Regions from separate parts of the Mus musculus genome. Here region 1 is linked to region 2. Evidence: chromatin contacts called from public HiChIP or PLAC-seq data. All regions are on one chromosome and are shown on one strand. Each heading gives the region's core, a stretch centred on a gene start, on an enhancer-like site or on the middle of the called end of the contact. The rest is flanking DNA. Distances are from core to core; before and after follow the strand shown. Region 1 overlaps Tmem87a (transmembrane protein 87A). Region 2 holds the start of Itpka (inositol 1,4,5-trisphosphate 3-kinase A).

Region 1 (5,146 bases), core at 1,393-3,892, 640 kb before region 2:
GTTTGTGTTCAAGATGAGTTTTCCTGTAATTTTATTTTCTTATTATCACTGATTCGGCATGCAGATTATGATAACCTCATGTAGTGAATTGGAGAATGTCCTTACTTTCATAGTCTATGAAACAGTTTTAAAGAGTAAATTCACCTTTTTTTTTCTGTGAGAACTTTCCTGTACTCCTGTTGCAATCTGACAGACTATCAGCCTGGGTAGACTTTCTCTATGAGAAGTATTTTATTCTCGTCCTTCTCTTCCCCTTGAATCAGAGGTGTACGTGTTTTGAGAAATTCTTGATTGCTTTTACAACTTCAAATTTATTGACAAGTCTTTTTTTCATCATATTTCTTTGCAAGTATCTCTATTTTTTTTTTACAGTCTTTAATATTGGTAGGCAAAGTGAATCTACATAATCCCAGCAATCAGGGGGTTTGAGGCAGGAGGATCAAGGAGTTCAAGACCATGCTTGGCTACATAGTGAATTTGGGGCCAGCATGGAGTCTTTGAGACCCTGTTACAGAACCCTAGAAATGATGGGTTTGGGTGATGGCTTGGTCAGTAAAGTACTTGTTGCTGTAGCAGAGGGTTCTGAGTTTGTATTCTTAACTCCCAGCTGAAGAGCAGGCCACAGTGGTAAGAGCCACAGTGGTAAGAGCCACAGTGGTAAACCTCTGTAACCCCAGCACAGGAGAGGAGAGTCAGATCCCTGGAACTTGCTGGCCAACCAGCATAGCTGCTGAGAGCCAGATCTGTTTCAAAAAATAAGATGGAAAGTAACTGAGGAAGCTGCCTGACACCAGCCTCTGGCCTCCACACATGTGTGCATGCTTACATATAACATGTGTGTATATCATAAAGAAAACCAAGAATTACATAAATAACAACATTTTTCATATTGCCTTTGTCTTCTTTAGTTAGTTAAATCTCCATGGAATTTTGTTTTGTTTTTGGCTTTGTTAATTTCCCAGACCATTTTACATATTTCATTGATCTTTCTTTGTTTTTGTTTGTTTGTTTGTTTGTTGTTTTTTATTTTGTTTCTTTGAGACAGGGTTTCTCTTTGTAGTTCTGGCTGACCTGGAACTCGCTTTGTAGATCAGGTTGGCCTTGTACTCATGTAGATCCTCCTGCCTCTGCCTCCTGAATGCTGAGACTAAAGACTTATGTTACCATACCTAGCTCATTGACCTTTCTTACTTGACTTTCTTTTAGATTTTTGTGATCCTTGTGTTGAGTCCTTAACTCCCAATTCGCAATGGGCTTTACTTTGCCCTGTAGTGATATGGCGGTATAGCAGATCTAGGTGGACCAGGTAGTGACCTGCTTTAATTTCTGGAACTCAGAATGTATGGTTCTCAACCTTCCTAATGCTGCGACCCTTTAATACAGCTCCTCATGTTGTGCTGACCCCAACCATAAAACTATTCTCATTGCTGCTTCATAACTATAATTTTGCTACTGTTATGTTATGAATCATAATGTAAATATCTGATATTTGACCCCAAAGGGGAGTGCCGCCCACAGGTTGAGAACTGCTGCTCTGGCTTCACACTTTTCTGACAGGTAACAAACAGGCAGAGAAGAGCAGTTGCTGGTATTTCTTTTCAGTTGTCTCAGAGAGGGAGGGGAGAGGCCCACCTCACGCTCAACCCTGACCCTGTCCTTTCTCCTGTTTGACTCTGACTTGTTTCAGTGCTCACAAAGGAACTGCATGTAAACGGGCATGTAAACCTTGTTTTCACGACCAGAGTCCTGCATGACTGTGCTTCAACCTTCTGCACTGTTCTGTCTCCATTCCATCTTGATTCCTGGAAATACTTGTCTTGTTTTCACATTTAATGTCTTTTTTTTTTCTTTTTCTTTTTCTCCTTTTTTGTTTTTTACACATCTGTTGGAGGAAGCACATTAAGGCATGGTTTGATCAACAGTACCACTGGGAAATCTAGAATTGTCTCTGAAAGTTCTCTTCTTTCATTTTTTTTTTCAGTGCTGGGATTAGACCCAGAGCCCACATATGCTATGCAAGTGTTGTACCCAGCCCAAATGTCTTGTTTTGTCTAGCTGTATAGTCTAGGTTAGCCTCAAATTTGCAACAAATCCTCCTGCCTCAGGCTCTCAAATGGGGAGAATATAATTCTGTGTCACCACAGTGACTTCTTTCATCTTCTCATTAAAACTTTTGATGGAGCCTGGCCTCCAAGGCTAGGATTAACGTCATGCACCAGGCCCAGCCAAGTCAGAGTTTGACTTAGCAACTATTTCTAGAATTTTTTCAGCTCTTTTAGTGACAGCTTTTAAACCATCAATCTTTTTGTTTTGTTTTTTTGTTTTTCAAGACACGGTTTCTCTGTGTAGTCCTGGCTGTCCTGGAACTTGTTCTGTAGACCAGGCTGGCCTTGCACTCAGAGACCCACCTACTTTTGCCTCTCAAATGCTGGAATTAAAGATGTGCTCGCTCCTCCACCACCTGGCAATCATCAATCTTTTATTGTAATGTAAAAGATTGGCTCTGACTGGCTGTATGTAGCTGAGCTACCCCAGAGCTCTGGATCTTCCAGAGTCCCGCCAGATACTGGGACTACACACCCATACCACCAGGACTGGCTCAAAACAGTTAATCTTATAATCAGTAGAGTTGCTTCAAGGAGGCAGATTTCTCTGACTCATTTTGTACATAACACATTTTTTGGTTCCTTAAATAGTATTTATTTACTTAGTCAGGTTTTTGCAAAATGTTTGGTACCAAGTTTTGGGAAATGTCAGTTATGTTTTATAAATAGAGCTGTGCTTTGTCAGGACTTGTGTGTATTCTTCTTGGGTTTGTTTTGGTTTTCATTCTTGAGTAGGATTCTGCTTATATAATTAAACTGCCAGATTATTTTTACATCTTATTTTACTAGGAAGGGTGTATTACTTATATAGTTCATTATGAAATTAAAAAAAAATTCTCATTTGAAAGTGACATCCATCTTGCAAGATCATAAAAAAATAAGTAAAAAAGTATTAGGGAATCGTAATGATGGGCAGAAGACAAGAATATTAGGAATGCACTGTAAGAAGTATTATACCAAGAGTGTTTGAATTTAAAGAAGGTGAAATAGCTCTCGATGGATGAATAGCTCTCGGGGATGGCTTTGTGAAGCAGTGCCAGTGAGTGTAGTCTTTACAGGCTGTGAATGTGGAGCTGAGGAGGTCAGCCTGTGCTTACAGTCAGTGCTTACAGGGTGTTGATGATGAGGGGGACCTGAGTCTTGAAAAAATCCATCCAGCCAAATCAACAACTGTAAGAATAAGTCATCATTTTCAAAGGTTACTATATCTAATGCATTTTCCACCATGATTGAAGTACTTAAAAGTGAGTGATGAAACTTTTACTAATTTCATAAAATAAACACTAATTGGGTTTTATTTGATTACTGAATCTATCAAATTAATTGAGATCTGTGTTTTGCCAGTGACTGTTGAAGTAAAGGGTCCCTATGAATACCTTACTCTTGAAGACTACCCACTGATGATTGTAAGTCAACATGTCTTTTTAACCTTGTCAGTAAATTAATATGAAATTGTCTGTTTTGTAGCAGTATCAAGGATTATCCCAGTGCCATTCAGAAAATGCTACTTGAGGTTTTGGTGTTAACTTTTTAAATTAGATTTTCTTATTTTACATTAGGGGTGTAAGTGTTTTGCCTGTTCCGATTGTGTACTATATGAGAACCTCGTGCCGGCAGAGATTAGACAAAGTCATTGGATCCCCTTGAACTACAGTTAAGGTTATTGTGAGCCCCTATGTGCATGCTGGGAACTCAGTCCAGGTCCTCTGCAAGAGCAACAGTTGTTCCTAACCACTGAGACACCTCCCCAGCCCCTAACTTCTTATTAGACAGTGACCTTGAGAGAGTGTATGTAGTCCTGTGGGACCCCTTTATCTGTAGGATGAAATTGTCATGACTTGTGGCCTGGAGAATCTCAGTAGCCCCCTCACAGCATACATTTGGGCTCTAGAACAGTGGATACCCAGCTCTGGGCCCGCTCACAGTGACTGAAGCATGTATCATCATCTTTATATGAGTGTGCAGACCGCATAAGCCTGTGCTGAGGACCTTGTCTGTTTGCAGACTTGTGTTCATGATCCCTCTCTCTCCCTTGCCTTTAGTAGTTTTCCTCTTCAGTTGTGTTTCTTGAGTCATGACTTGTCAGGTCTCTGTTGTCTGCACTGCTGTCTTCACTTTATCACTGAATTCTGAGCTAAAAAGGCCCAATCAGTGCAAGGAGCAGGCACTTTTGAGGACAGTTATTTCTGTAGTCTGCCTCTAGTCTACATCATTCTAGATCTAGACTAGATCATTCTTTCTTATTTATTAGTATTACATGCTAGAGATACAGTTATTTTTCGAAGAGAAGGTAGAGACTGTTTGAGGTTTTTATATTTATTGTATGCTGATTTTAAATCTGAATAATTTGTTCTTGGCTCTAATTCTGCTTTTTATTTCATTCCCAATTGGATAACAGTTTTTCATGGTGATGTGTATTGTGTACGTACTATTTGGTGTTCTCTGGCTGGCATGGTCTGCTTGCTACTGGAGAGATCTCCTGAGAATTCAATTTTGGATTGGTGCTGTCATCTTTCTTGGAATGTTTGAGAAAGCTGTGTTTTATGCAGAATTTCAGAATATCCGATACAAAGGAGAATCTGGTATGTTTTAAAAGGTGCCATTTTAAATTTTTTGTTTATTTTATGTACATGTGTGGGTCCCTGTGCATGGCATGCCTGTGGAGGTCAGAGACCAACATGTGGGAATCAGGTCTCTCCTTTCACCATGTGTGCCCTGGGGATTGAGCTCAGGTAGTCAGGTTTGACATTAGGGACCTTTATCTACTGAACCATCTTACCAGACCCAAAATTCCCCCCTCCTTTAAGTTTTATATTTTTAAATGATCTATATGTGGGTGGATGGATGGTATGTTACATGCACATAAGTGCAGGTGCCTGTGGAGCCAGAGGGATCAGATCCCCAGGGAACCAGAGCGGCAGTTTTGGGTCACCTAGGTGTAGGTGTTGGACACCAAACTCAAGTCCTTTGCAAGAGCACTACAAACTCCTAACTGCTGAACCATGCATTTCTCCAGCCCCAAATTTGCCTTTTTTTGATGC
Region 2 (5,685 bases), core at 907-3,406:
TGCAAGTCCTCCTCCACACAGCCTCTCCCTGAGCAATTAGGGGGTCCTGGCGGGCGGAACAGGGAAGCGGGTGTGCCTGCGCCCTAGCCCGGGTCCTCCCAGCTCTCACCGGTCGCGCCCTTCACAGGGGCCCGCCTCTCCGTGTCAGAGATTAGAGCAGGGGAGTGGCAGATCTACGGTACAGGTTCTTCAGAGGTCCTCCCACTGCTCACAAGTCACAGTATTGGGGAAGCCTCGGCCTCGGCGACATTCGCCTCAGTACCTAGTCTAGAGTCGCCCCAAGAACGACCACCGTACCGGATCGTACGGTGTCAGGACGAAAGGCACAGAGGACTCGTGACTGAGCCCCCGCACCTACACCTGATGACGGGAAGTGGGGGGACGACATCCTTGCTGTGAGTCCCCCACCCTCTTTTCTCTTTTGTATTGCAAGTCTCTGAGTCACAGTGCCACTTCGAGTCGTTACACTGCCTCCCTCGGTCCAATCCTAGTGTGCAGGGATGCCAGGTTCCAGAAGGCCCAGGCCACACCTCGGCGCTCTTCTCAAGGTGTCTAGGCAACCTGGGCGCGCGTCTTACTCTCGAAGTCGCCAGGACGCGGCCTTCAGGGCAGAGCGGGGCGTTCCCGGTTTTTTTCTCTCTCTCTTTCCACTCGAGGAACGCTTGCGTAAAATGCATCTAGAGCAACGCTGCACAGTCCACAGGCAGTTAGTTTAGTTATCTGGCCATGGTTAAAACAAGGGAGATTACTGACACAAGAGGATCGCAGGTTCAAGGCCCGAATAGGCTATAGACTGTGTTTCACTGTAACTTGGCAATTTAGTGTCAAGAAAAGAGGGCTAGGATGTAGCTCAGTGGTGGTTGTGCTTGCCTACTGTGTTTGAGGCCCTGAGTTCAACCTCCAGTCAAGGAGGGCCATACCACGAATAATGACTTCACCTCACACTGGCTGGTGATAGCTGCCGGTTAAATTGGCCCGGGAACATTCACATTGCCATACAGAGACTAGCAAGCTCTTGTCAGCCTCAGTTTACCTTTCCCAGGACACTTAGGAGCAGTAGGCCAGGGCGAGGAGGGGGGACGCAGCAGGTGGATCTTGGTTCCGCTCGGTTCTAGCCCTGCGCCCCTCCCTTCCCGCATCCACGCCTCGTGCGCGCGCGGGGAGCAGACGGCAGCGGCTCCGGAGCAGAGCCAGGAGCTCCGCTCCACTCCCACTCAAGAGAGGGAAACCGTGGCAACGGCGGGGGTGGGGCCGCGGCACCGAGAGGGGGAGGAGAGGGAAAAGCTCACGCGCCCCTTTTTCTCTCAGGGCTCCCGGGGCAAGGCTACCCCGCTCTGATCTCTCCAGCCCTACCTGACAGTTACCCAGGTACGCCAGCCGACCCGCCGGCTCCCGCTCCGTGGGTCGCGTACTCCTCAACCTCCTTTAGACGCCCAGGCACTCAGTTACCATCGCCTGCCTAGCCCCCGAAAAAGAACCAAGGCGAGAGGTCGTCCTGGGCTCCCTCTCCGCCCCCATGCCCCCTGTCCCCCGCTTGGGCTCTCGGCGGGGAACGCAAGCCGGTCAGAGCAGAGCAGAGAGCGGAGTCCCCGGCGCGCAGCCCCCGCTGGCCCCGCCCCCGCGGCCCGTACCTGCCCCACGTCCTCGCTGGTTTCCAGCTGCACGTTGCCGCGGCTCCTGCTCTCACTGTCGCTCAGCAGATCGTCCTCCGAGTCCTCGAGCAGCGACGAGGAGCCGGTGGAGGAGAGGGACGAGGTGGAGAGGCGGCGTGGCTGCTGCAGGTGCGACCCCGCAGCTGGGAGCCAGTTCCCCTCCTGGTCTGGCGGCCCTGGGCTGGCCGGGGTCACATCCTCCTCGCTTGTCACAGTGAGCTGAGGGATCACCGGGGCAGGGGCAGCACGCGGGAGCCCGTTGGGCACTTGTCCCCCACGCCGCTTGGCCCCGCGGGCCCGGGGCTCCCCTGCGGCTGCTGCAGCGGCGACTGCGGCGCAGCGCGCTTCGAAGAGCAGGCGCAGCTCCCCGACGCTCCGGCGCGGAGCCCTCTCCAGCCCGGGGCTGCAGGGCCCCGCGCCCCGTGGCCGCGCCATGCCCGTCGGGCGCCCGGGCAGGGTCATCTCCCGGCACCGGAGCCGCAGCCGAGCCCACCAGCCCGCGGCGCGGCGGGGACTGTAGACGCTCAGCGCCCCGGGCTTGGGACTGCCCCGGGGCGGAGCCTCGGCAACGCCCGCCCGGCCGCGCCCCGCCCCGGCCGCGCCCCCCGCCCACTCCTTTCACTTTCTGAGAAAGCGCGGGCCTCCGGGGGCCCTCGCTGCTGCAGGAGGCTTGCAGTGTCCCGAGTGTAACGTGGAAGTCCCAGGTCCGGCCCCCGCCTTATCTCTAGACCTGCCCTCAAGGTGGCAGAAGGGACCTGCCCCGCACCTGAGCCCAGTGCCCTCCCGCGGCTTTTGAGGGATTCCTTCAATGGGAACCAGAGGTCTTAATCTGCACAGGAAGAAGCTGTGCCCATTCTTTCACTCGCTTCCTCGGGCTCCTTTCCGTGTTCCAACCTTCCTGGTCAAAGTCTTTTGAGTCTCTGGGGCTTTTCTCTGGCCTGGGCCCCTTAATTCGGAGTTCAAGGCCGTCAGCCACCCAAGGAAGCCACACCTCAAGGAGTGTGCCCAACTAGAGTCTGTGGCCAGGGTCGAGCTGAGACTGCTCCCCACCCCCACCCCTCGAAGCTCTCCACTTCCCAGCGGGCAGAGAACAAGGTCAAGAGGCGGAGTCTGACTCTCTCCAAGTATCACAGCCGGTGGTGGCCTGCATTTCCACCGCCCCTCTCCAGCCCCCCACTAGCTGTTTCTTCTCCTCCTCCCCCTCCTGCCCCTTTGGAGCTTTGTGGTTTCAAAAGGAGTCCTTTCGCCTCTCTGAACTGCTGAATCTCCTTCGTCGCGGAGCTGCAGGGTTGCTCTGAGAGTAAAATTTTAGAGATGGGTGTTGAGTGCGTAGCTCAGCGGTAGAGCACTTGCGTAGTACGCGACTAGAACTGGATTCCATGCCCAGCATGAAAGGAACGAAAAAGTCTTGGTGCTCCAAAAATGCGAGTGTTTTTTAGTGTTGTAATAGACAGCCAGTGTCTCGGGCCACCCTATCTTGGCTCACTCCTTCTATCCATCTCCCTATCTGTAAACAGAAGAAAAACTTCACACGGCCTAGAGTTATGGCTGCATACTGAAAAGAGAACACCGATGTAGAAGTTCAGACACTGGAAATCCTTCTTGTCATCTCTGAATGGGTCTCTGGCCTCTGCTTGCAGGTGCTCAGCTGAACTTCAAGGCTACTGTGAGCAGAAGCCAGACTTGTCTGCCTTCCCCTAAAAGAATTGAGGGTCCTGTCATGGAACACCTAGAACAACAACCCTGGGATTGCTGGGGCAAGCCCAGGGTTAAGTATGAGACTTGCCTTTTCTCTCTTCAGCCAGAAGTTAAGAGGGAGGAGGAGAACCTTTCGCAAAGAGAGAAGATCTCTAGATGACTGACTGATAAAGGGAGAAGTTGGGGGGGGGTGTTTCCAGGGGCGGTGGCTGCTTGTAGCCATGGGATCTCCAACTGCATGCCAGAGTAATGGGGAGGCTTTGACAGCCCAGGTCATCACAGTGCCTGCAGCTGCCACTCAGCTTCTGTATAGATTTTGGAATTAAAAAAAAAAAAAAAAAAGGAGGAGGAGGAGGAGGTGTGTGGGAGGAATGAAAGCAAAAGAGAAAGGAAACCACAGTCTGAACACTTGCTTCCTCCTTGGAGAAGTGAAGAAACAGCATGGACTCCTGGAAACGTTTTCTGGGGCAGAGGTGTGCATGTCTGAGTGTTTGAGCCCAGAGCTATGCCAGCTTGTAGCAGGGAATCTCAGAGGGTAGACTGGGACCTGACAGAGGAAAATAGGAAGAGGGAGGAGGGAGCATGTTACTGGGTACCTGTGTGCCAGGCAGTGTGTGGACAATGCTGGACTAGTAGGCTGAAGGTCTAGCCTAGCAGCTGAGAGAAATCCCAGAACAATTATTTTTCTTGTATCACGTCCTCACCCAAGTTTAGCAGGAACCAAAGAATGTTGCTGTGGGCCACAGAGAATGTCTATGCTACCTTCTATTAGGCAGAAGGAGAAGGATCAGGGATTCAAGCCATCCATCCATAGTTATAAGCTGGCCAGCCTGGGCTACATGAAACCGTTTCTCAACAATAACAACAGTATGTGCTGTCTAGGTGGATTTTGTTAGATGAATAAGGACAGGCAGAAAACAGAGGGAACTTCCATACTGAGGCAAGGCCTGGATAGGTCATAATAAACTAATAAATAGTAAGCCTCCAAGTCTAGTAATCCTCCTGCCTCAGCCTCCCAATACCAGGGCCTCAGATGTAAGCTAACATACCCAGCTTCCTCCACTTCTTGTTGCTTGAGTAGAAGGGATGTGAAGGAAATCAGTTTATGGAGTGTGTGGGGTGGTGGCCTCCTGTGTGCTGAGAAACAAAAGGTCTGGAAGGGAACAAGGGGCATAGAGCTGGGGCATAGAGGACTATGTCAAGGTTTTGGGGGGTCCTTGAGGGATTGTTCTGAGCTAGGCCACCGAGTCATTCTGCTTTGGCCACAGACCAGCTAACTGTCATAGGAAACAAAGTATCTGGTTTTTGAGACAGAGTCCAGATATGTGGCCTAGGCTGACTTTCTTTTTTCTTTTAAAGATTTATTTATTTATTTATTTTATGTAAGTACAAAGTAGCTGTTTTCAGACACACCAGGAGAGGCCATCTGATCTCATTTTAGATGGTTGTGAGCCACCATGTGGTTGCTGGGGATTGAACTCAGGACCTCTGGAAGAGCAGTCTTAACCATTCTTAACCACTGAGCCATCTTGACAGCCCTGGCTGACTTTCAACCTCCTGAGCGCTGGGCTCACAATCATGTGCCACCACAACCAGCTTTCAACCTGTTTTCTTGAGGCATCTCATGGGTTAGTCCTCCTATACCTTCAAATACTAAGGTGCCTGAGTCCTTTCCCTGTTGCTTAGCCACCTGGACTCAGTATGTGTGAGGGTTATGTCTCTCCTGGAGGTCAACAGCCATGGGACAAAAATATAGGGAAGGAGAGGCCTGGAAATAGAAAGAGCAAAGTAAGGGGTGCATGCGTGTGTGTGTGTGTGTGTGTGTGTGTGTGTGTGTGTGTGTGTGTGTGTGTGTGTGTGCACCTGCTTGTGTGTTTGTGCATGTGAATGTGTGTCTGTGTCTGTGTGTATGCATTAGTGCATGTGTGCACATGCATGTGTGCATGTGAGTGTGTGTGCTTGTACATTTGTGTTCGTGTGTGCATGTGTGTGCACGTGTGTGTGCATGTGTGCGTGTCCGTGTCCCCCCCCCCCCCGCCGCCCCCATGTGCTCAATTTATCTCTATCCTCTGCCTCCACTCCAGGTGCTGAAGCAAAATTACTGCTCACTACCCCCACGTCTATCTGGTCCTGTGCAGTTTCTAAAAGCTTCTTTAAATTAAAAAACAAAACAAAACAAAACAAAACCCTTTATTTTGTGTGTATTGGTCTTTAGCTTGCTTGCCTATCTGTGTACCACATGGGAATCCCCAGTGTTCACAGAGGTCAGAAGAGGGTGTCGGCTCCCCTGGGGTTGGAGTTCCAGACAGTTGTGAGCTGCCTTGTGGGTGCTGAT

Evidence for each region. HiChIP or PLAC-seq counts read pairs in DNA pulled down with a chosen protein or histone mark.
Region 1: an H3K4me3 HiChIP or PLAC-seq map of bone marrow-derived macrophages shows a contact between it and region 2, with 4 times the contacts expected there. The contact joins the enhancer-like site here to the promoter of Itpka in region 2. A contact is called at or near these places in 3 of 39 promoter capture datasets (the 3T3-L1 cell line, hippocampal neurons and liver), 1 of 115 datasets of contacts at active chromatin or transcription factors (bone marrow-derived macrophages) and 1 of 9 other capture datasets (liver).

What each region holds. Positions count from the first base shown.
Region 1 is chr2:120,379,132-120,384,277 of GRCm38.p6, reverse strand. It overlaps Tmem87a (transmembrane protein 87A), which reads left to right. Exons shown (of 20, transcript NM_001110496.1): 8 at 3,450-3,511; 9 at 4,504-4,687. Among named protein-coding and RNA genes, the nearest start is that of Ganc, 22 kb to the left of the region's middle. Within about 2 kb of position 2,642, at least 3 of the 459 cell types and tissues checked have an H3K27ac peak or open chromatin away from gene starts, as enhancers often do. A contact at or near this core is called in bone marrow-derived macrophages, where this site is marked.
Region 2 is chr2:119,738,808-119,744,492 of GRCm38.p6, reverse strand. It overlaps Itpka (inositol 1,4,5-trisphosphate 3-kinase A), which reads right to left and starts at 2,156. Exons shown (of 7, transcript NM_146125.2): 1 at 1,632-2,156. The coding sequence starts at 2,114. Gm25857 (a small nucleolar RNA gene) reads left to right here and starts at 3,537; the gene lies at 3,537-3,665.